Linked DNA regions of Mus musculus: region 1 is linked to region 2. The links are chromatin contacts, called in public Hi-C maps. All regions are on one chromosome and are shown on one strand. The core of a region is the stretch at or near the end of the contact, and the rest is flanking DNA. Distances in the headings are between cores, read along the strand shown. Region 1 has its middle 50 kb from the start of 4930453N24Rik. Region 2 has its middle 340 kb from the start of Csnka2ip.

Region 1 (4,588 bases), core at 39-2,538, 460 kb before region 2:
TCTTGGTGATGCTCTTCAAGAGTCATCCACATTTCTTTGGAGTCAGAGTCTCTTGCTGTTCTGGGGTTAACGCCCGATCCCCAGTGTAGGGGAATTTGAGGGAGGGAAGGTGGGAGTGGTTGGGTGGGGGAACACCCTCATAGAAGCAGGGGGAGGGAGGGATAGGATAGGGGATTTCTGGGGATGGGGACTAGGAAAGGGGATACCATTTGAAATGTAAATAAAGAAAATATACAATAAAAAAGTTATATTTTCGTTGAAAAAAAAAAAAGAAGAAGGTTAGGCAGTCTGGTCACTCAGCCTGTGGACCTGTTTGACTCCATCACATTAGCACTAGAATCACAAGCTTGACAACTGGCTTTTTACATAGATGCTGGGGCTTAAACTCAGGTCCTCATGCTTGGAGGGCAAGCAGTTCATCAACTGCACCAAGTCCTCAGCTCAGCATGGTGTTTTGCTATTGCCTTGAGACTACCTACCCTACCTGCAGACTTCTCTGAGGCAGGTTGAACTGCTATTTGCTTTTATAGAGAACAATAATAAGTGACATTAAAGACCTTTGTGTTAGTCCTTAGAATGCATCCCAACCGTGCCCCAGAAAATCTAGAACAGCCTCTTTTCTGTAAGGCATTCCTACAAGCCAATTCCCAGCTTCTTTACTTTCAGTGCAGGTCTGTATTTAGAGTTACTACACAGATATAAAAGAAGCATAGATTTGAAGTCTATGGCAGTGTACAGCCTGCATCCTATAAGGAGGACCTGCAGTTTTCATCCCCAATTAATGAGAAAACTTTCTATAGTGGATTAGGCTATAGGACAGGAATCGACTATATGGCCTTTGTAGGTGTATCGGTGAGTCCCAGATTTTGCTTCTGTTTTGGGATGTGTTGGTCACTGCAGTTTCCTTTTCTCACTGTGACTTCCCCAAGGCTCCCAACCCTCTCAGGATCACCAGCCCCTCCCTTCTGGATCTGGTGATTTCTGTGTGAGAGAAGCAAAGTTCTTAAAATAATCCATCCCATTCTATCACAGCTAGTCAACCTCCTCAACCCCTCCCTGCCATGGATAGCACACACAGGTATTGCTCTCACATCTCTCTCATTGTCAGAGCTGGCTTTCTCCATCTCTGTTCTTTTTTATCTTTTTCACAGAGTGACTTGCTCCTATAAAATGCTGCTTCTATTCTGGGCTTTCAGGGAAAAAGGCATCCTTTTGAATCTTTTCCCAGACAGATCTGGTGGCCTGCGTGAATATACTTCCAAATTACATACGTCCTCCTGTGAATAGTGACGGGCATGTTTTCCTGCTGCTGCCTGGGCAATCTAGCGACGGCAAAGTTAACATGACTCTACTCACAGGACAAGAGTTTACCACTCAAGGCTCAGATGTTTTAATAAGGAATATTGGTTGCTTGGTGTTTGCCTCAAAAGAAATAGGGTCTAGGGCTTAGGTAATCTTTGAAGGGCAGAAAGAGAGCGAGAGAGAGAGAGAGAGAGAGAGAGAGAGAGAGAGAGAGAGAGAGGAATGGGGATTTCTCTTGTTTCCTACCTTCAATGCCCTGATCAGGGATGCTTAAGAGCACATGCGAGTGTCAAAAAATGAAGGAGTGATCCTTTCTGCCTAGCAGGATGAGAGACCTGCTAAGACCTCACCTAGAGGGAGCAGGCTCTGTATGTTTAAATCCCCTGCTTGCCGTGCTATCATTACTTACTTAATCTTAGGGCTGGAAAGAAGAAGACCTGCAGATCTCTGGGCTGGAGGCCAAACTGGTTCTACATAGTAAGTGAAGGTGAGCCAGGACTACACAGAGAGATAACCTTCCTAAAAAATAAAAGTTTTAAAAATTTGTATAGACTTCATATTCTACTTTTTATTTTTGATAAGTTTACTTAATTATAGATATATAAAATATAGCTCTGGGGGTCGTCGAGACAGCTTAATGAGAAAAAGCATGCTCTGTGTGAACTTTATGACCTGAGTTCAATCTCCAGGACCCATATAAAAATGCTGAGGTTGTGGTATACATCTACAATCCTAGCACTTCTGTGGTGACATGAGAGAATTGCTCAGAAATGTATAGAGCATCTATCCTGAGCATGCAGCCCAGTGGCAGAAGCAAGAGAGACATTGCATCTAAAAGATGGAAGGAGAGACCTGATAGTTCAAAGTTGTCCTCTGACCTCCAAAATGATGCCCCACCTCAACTCATCCCCCCCCCATGCATACAATAGTAACTTTAAAGAAGTAGCCATCAGATTTTATGACATTTAGAAAAATCAATATATATTCATACGCATAGGTGGGGTATGTCGAAATAATTGTGATGCTTTTAAAATATCTAAATAATCTAAAATATTGTTTAAAAATGATATGTCAACTGTGCATCTCCTTGCATCACTTTGCCTGCAGGTACCATATCTCCGTCCACATCTGTGCCAGTTTTACCATCCTTACCATCTGTATTTCCCCATTACTCTTCTACTTCTTTGTCTTCATTTCTGCCAATTAACATCTTAAGGATGAGACTATCTGGGTGTCAAGATTATAAGTGGTTTATGTTTTTGCCTTGCCTGTATTTTGTCTTTTTTCCCCTATACCAATTGTGCACCATTTGGCTTGCTTAATGATTCCTACTTGACTTCCTGTAATGACTCATGGTTTGAACTTCAGAAGACTCAGAAATCTTTTTAGCTATCTGGGTTATAATAAAAGGCCACTCTGTTTGAATTATTAGTGGTTTCATGCAGTTTGACTGGTGCTCAGTTTACACAGGCTCAGAGATATGGAAAAACCATAAGGTTATCCAAGCTAGTCCCTCATCTTAAGGGGAGTAAACCGAAACTCAGAGAGGCTGATATTTAATCACAGCAGAGTAAGATGTCACACAGTGGAACATCAATAGGAGAGTCTTTATACAATGATTCTTTCATGAGTAAAACATGAAGATTTTTGAAATTGTATCGTTTTTTTTTCAGAGGCTATTATAAAAGACCATATTTAACACGTGTGCTTAATAATGACAACAAGGTTGACATCCAAATATCAGAATCAGGTGGAAGAAAGAAGGGTAATTTCCATAGAATATTGTTTGGTTTAGACTCACTGTGCTTGAAGCAACTCCAGATTATGAGTTTAATTTCACTTTGCAAAGAGGAACAGTTGATCAAAACTGTCTACCTCTAAAAGAGCATCTTCATACAGTTACCATGCAACCAAAAGTTAGGATGCAAACTTTACCCTTTAAGAACTCAGTGTCAACACACCATGGGATCCGCCTCAGCACCGTGATATCAACATTTACTATATAAACCAATCCGTGGTTAAAACAAGGCTTAAGCCTTACGTTGGACTGTGTGGGTCAAAATAATTGTTGTTCTGCCTTAGACCCAGCTACAGTTTATCTCACGGAGCTGCCATTTCTCTTCGAAAGGAGAGCGTGTGCTGCCCATCTCTTACCAGCCAAGCCACAGCAATTGATAACCTAGACCAGACCACGGTCTATAAAACTGTACCAGAAAAAAAGTGCCAGTTCTCTACCCCACCCCCACCTGAGCTTCTGAATCCCCTGCTTTTGCCATTTGATCTGCTCTGGTCTGGCATGTTGTTTGTATTTCCCCAGCACTATAGACATCTGCTGTCCCTCAGAACCCAGCATCCTCCATGGGGCTTTGCAGCTGACTGCTATGCTATTTATATTAATTGAACGCAGTACGGTCTGTATACAGTGCTGATTGCCCTCATTTATTTCAGTTCCTAAAGACTCGGGAATCTCTCTGTGTATCCTTACCATATCGTTCTACTCATTTGGCTCCAATTAGTCTCGGCTAACAAAAATACATTACAACAAAACCCTGGTTAGCCGTTGCTGTTTCTAATGACATAATTTGTGAGTTTTTAGCCCTTGAAAGTAGAGACACCAGAAATTAAGTTAAGAGTATCTTCGGAGGGGTTGAGAAATATTAATTGCAGGCATCTGGGATCACTTCCTTAAGGAAGATTTGTGATTTCTATTTAACTAATAAATGTTGACATAATTGAAGTGCTATAAACTCCGTATGTTGGGCTTTCTGAGGAATTTCTGGTCATTCCCTTGCTTAGTCAAGTAAGAAATTGCAGCGACATTAACACTAAGTCTTGGCTTATTTGTTATTTTATAACCATCCTGAATGGTCAAAACAGTTATGCAAGAGAATCTCTTTAGGAATGGTTAAAGCATGCATGTACCACAAAGACACTGTTAATTTACTGTATAAATAATGTTTTTAATGTAAATTTTTGTTTGCAACAAATTGTATCTCTTCCATGCTACTGTTATAATTAGCTTTAAACTATGGGACCAGACTCTCAGGTTCTCAGAGCTTAGACTTGAAAGTCTCTCCAATGACATTTTCATACAATGATGGCCACTTCAGTTGATATTTTCTGATGTCATCCGGAAGCTTGAAAGAAAAATTTAGAAATAACCATAGGAGATTCTTTAACAACTTAGCTCACCTTTGTCTCCTTAATAACAAGAATGTTACACTTCAAGAAGTCCAGCAAGATCCATCTTTTACATTCAGTGTTTGCACTTTAAAACAGCTGCCCT
Region 2 (4,141 bases), core at 1,472-3,971:
AAGGCAATTTTGATTTACTCCAAGTCTGTCTCTACCTCTCAGTATTTTTGTTTCAATTCAAAGGGTCAATGGTAAGTGCTTGGTCCAGTGATTTGCTTCAGATCTACTACTGCCTTGTACTGTGGCTGAATGTATCTCTCATCATCCTAAGAGGTTATTGGTTACTGTGAAGGCTTTGTACATGATTTATTCTGGACATATTTTGTACCACTTTTGTTTAACATCGAAAGGCATCCAAACACTGATAGATAGAAGGAGAGGGGGTATAAAGGAAGGAATGAGAGAGAGAGCGAGAGTGTGCTTACACAGACACCAGGAAATGCATGGACATTGTTCGTTTTCTCCTCCGTCCATGATTTTTCATTTCTCTGCTTTATTGTTTCACATCTAGTTACCTTTGTGCTAATCCTACAACAGTCTACACATAAATCTAGCACTGGGACTCATACAATAGCTGCATGCTCTTCCCTAGAATCCGTCCCTTAAAGTTCACATACTTTTTTCTTCCTAACTTATTTCAAGTTTTTCCTCTTTTTTTTTTTTTTTTTTTTTTTTTTTTTAGTGACTTCCTTGTGAAATCTACTCTGATGTGTAATATTCCATTGGCAAGTCATTCTATTTTAGTTATTGTAAATCCAGAAAATTTATTCTAGTTTAGTTAATTTTGATAAAGAAATAGAGAAGCATAGAAGTCACAGCACTACTTATCAAGATGTTAAGCATTCAGGACAGATTTCTGGTGTTGAATTGCAAGGAGAGACATCTTGGTTGAGTTGTCATGGAACTTTTTTTTTAATTGTTCTGTGGCTTAGTCCTCACATCCATGTGAATGGAATAACAATTACATCTACACTGTCAGTTTTCTGGCAAGAATAAATTAAATTACCACAAAAATATTACTTAGAGTGATGTTAAGGATAAATGCTATGTTCATTCACAGGATATAACATTTTAGGGTTTTACTGTGTTTTCATAATATTTCTCTTTAAACAATTCATATTTCTGTGTGTATGCATGCATACACATGAGTGTGATTGCTGATAGAGACCAAAAGCCATTAAAGCCTTAGAACTAGGACTCAGGAAGGCACCTGACCTGGGCACTTGGATCCTAATGAGTCCCCTGGAAGAGTGGATAGTACTCTTAATCCTTGGGGCACCTCTCCATCCCCACATATTTCTTATTGTATTTACATCAATTAAGAAGCTGAGACAAAAGGATGGACCATCTAGAGACTGCCATACCCAGGGATCCATCCCACAATCAGCTTCCAAACGCTGACACCATTGCATACACTAGCAAGATTTTGCTGAAAGGACCCAGATATAGCTGTCTCTTGTGAGACTATGCCGGGGCCTAGCAAACACAGAAGTGGATGCTCAGAGTCATCTATTGGATGGATCACAGGGCCCCCAATGGAAGAGCTAGAGAAAGCACCCAAGGAGCTGGGGGGATCTGCAACCCTATAGGTGGAACAACAATATGAACTACCCAGTACCCCCCAGAGCTCATGTCTCTAGCTGCATGTGTATCAGAAGATGGCCTAGTCGGCCATCAGTGGAAAGAGGCCCATTGGTCGTGCAAACTTTATATGCCTCAGTACAGGGGAACGCCAGGGCCAAGAGTGGGAGTGGGTGGGTGGGGGAGTGGATGGGGGAGCATGTGGGGGACTTTTGGGATAGCATTGGAAATGTAAATGAAATAAATACCTAATTAAAAGAAAAAGATGTGTCAGATAAGGGAACATTTTATCCCGATGTTATTCTTTGATTCTGACAGTTTTTTTTTTATCCATAGTGCTTGATTTGTCTAAAAAATTTATAAGCTTCAGAGATAAATAAATAGATGCCCACAGACTCTAAATTCCCAGTTTCCCCAGAAAATTAAAGATGTCATTAAATAGGACTATACAGAATGAAAGTGCTGGAGACTAAGAGATCCTCTGTCTTGGAGAAATTTCCAAATTAATCTTGTGCTGTAACTCAAAAAGAAGCCTTAATGTAAATGAAATAAATACCCAATAATTAAAAAAATAAGCAGCCTTATTCTTCCTTCTCTCGTGTACTTCTGAAGATGCTGAAGACGAGCCTATTATCAGAAAAGTATAAACAGATTTCTGGTATTGGAACGCAGTTTGAAACACCTAGTCTTGGTAGGGATATTCTATGGTCATGAATTCTTATCAAACCCCTTCATATGAAATGTTAGTAAAGTCAGTATTTCTTCAAATTGGCAATCAAGGAACCTGGATATGACTTTGGGCAAATGATTTCACCTATTCAATCTGCGGAGTGTTGAATATCATTAACCTTCATCGTCACTTCAATGGTTATGGATGAGAGCGGCAAACACAGAAAGAAAACTAAAACAATGCTCTGTGCTACTCCAGAGGAAGGAGAAGTGCTCATTTCTATGCAGATCTCTGTCTTTCCCACAAGAATGACTTTTCCTGGCTTCCTACGCTAAGGCTGGCGCTCAGCACATGGCTTTGAACGGAGTACAAATTCTGAAATATTTCTCAATGAATGAACTGTCATCCACACAAAAAAGCATATTAGTAGCTCAATGTTTAGAAAGACACATCTATACATCTTTAGCTCTCCCTAATCAGACTCAGTCTCATCTTTTAGACCCAATTCATAACACCTGCAAGTCCTTTGGTGCCTTGTGTTTCTTTGCAAGGCAGCATTCCCTGCAGAAAGCCTGTTCAGCCACAGCTGTGCCAATTAGTCTCCGTGCCCGAGCAGAGTGACAATAGTGATATTTTTCTCGATGAATGATAGACCTACTGGAGAGTCCACAAATCAAAATGTCAATTTTCTTTTCTTATTCCGTTTCTTTTGTGTCGTGTATTTGTATATAATTTATTCTACAAAAAGTGCCTTTGGATAGAGAAAAAGAATCTGTTTCCCCCCTCCAAGTTTAACTAAATAATGAAGCAGATCTGTGACAGATTATGACACATTCTGGAAGCACAGTTGTTGCTTGCCAAGTGTGGTAGCAGTGTTCATTCTTTGGAAATAATGTTTTAAAAGTACCAGTGGTACCTAGAAGAAGGGTAGACAGGGAAACAAGCAAAGATAATGCATGATCCTCATATGTGTATAAAACAAAAAGCCCTGCCTTCCATAACTCAGGCAAAAGGTCTTGACTCAAATATTTTTATACTAATTATAAAACAGTCCTATCATTACAGTTTGCTCAAAAACTGAGATTTGGCCACATTTTAAATTTATCCTCATTTCTTAAGGGAAGTACATGCATATTTAGTATGTTGGTAGGCACATTAATTTCTTCGATGTTTTTATTAAAATTCTAGCCATGGTTAATACAGTTTTCAGAAAACATGTTTTGTTTGTTTTTAATTTGGTCATTTGAATGAAAGTCTTAGATTAACAGTCAAAAGATAAGGAGAAGAAAAGTACTGAAAAACATTTCTTCCCAGAGAAATTTAAGGAAATCCAGGGCAGATGTCAAATGTATGGAAAAGAAAAAATAATTCAGAAATTCTTAGTAATAAGTCATGGGATCCTGATAGTTTTAGATAAAATGACTGGCTTATGTCTGGGAGCATTATTTGGCTTGAAAACTGATGATATTTTATATTGTTTTAGGAATCTTCCAACATCACCTACTTAGGAAAATGTACTAACTTCTGAGTTAAAATTACTGATTTCTGCCATAGGCTATTTTAGTCCACACATTCTCCTCTGAGAATCTTCTCATTGGTTTAAACATTTATTTCTTTATTTTGCACATGTATGTGTGCATGAATGTTTGCTTGTATGTTGTGCCTTTGTTTATCTCTATGTATCTTAGTATGTTTGTGTGTGTGTGTCTTTGTGTCTGAGCATCTATGAGTATATGCATGTACATCTCAGAGTACAAATGTAGATGTCAGAGGACAATTTGCAGGAGTCAGGCCTTCCTTTCAATAAATAGGATAACCAACAAAGAGGTTCGCATAATATCCTATGACTGCTCTTATACACATGATAAATGAAAGACATATAAAGAAAACACTACAGGGAGCATTTCTCTATTAATATCATGTCTTTCTATAATTTATAAAATATTTGGATATATTCTAAATTACAGAGAATCAATCCATCTATCTATCATCCATCCATCACGTCCATTC

Evidence for each region. Hi-C and Micro-C count contacts between places; a contact is called where the count stands out from the background.
Region 1: a Hi-C map of cortical neurons shows a contact between it and region 2, with 4 times the contacts expected there. The contact joins two enhancer-like sites. A contact is called at or near these places in 4 of 484 Hi-C or Micro-C datasets (the HPC-7 cell line, cerebral cortex, cortical neurons and 1 more) and 1 of 115 datasets of contacts at active chromatin or transcription factors (embryonic basal ganglia).

Annotation. Positions count from the first base shown.
Region 1 is chr16:64,718,376-64,722,963 of GRCm38.p6, reverse strand. No RefSeq gene overlaps it. Among named protein-coding and RNA genes, the nearest start is that of 4930453N24Rik, 50 kb to the left of the region's middle. Within about 2 kb of position 1,288, at least 4 of the 459 cell types and tissues checked have an H3K27ac peak or open chromatin away from gene starts, as enhancers often do. A contact at or near this core is called in cortical neurons, where this site is marked.
Region 2 is chr16:64,263,846-64,267,986 of GRCm38.p6, reverse strand. No RefSeq gene overlaps it. Among named protein-coding and RNA genes, the nearest start is that of Csnka2ip, 340 kb to the left of the region's middle. Within about 2 kb of position 2,721, at least 21 of the 459 cell types and tissues checked have an H3K27ac peak or open chromatin away from gene starts, as enhancers often do. A contact at or near this core is called in cortical neurons, where this site is marked.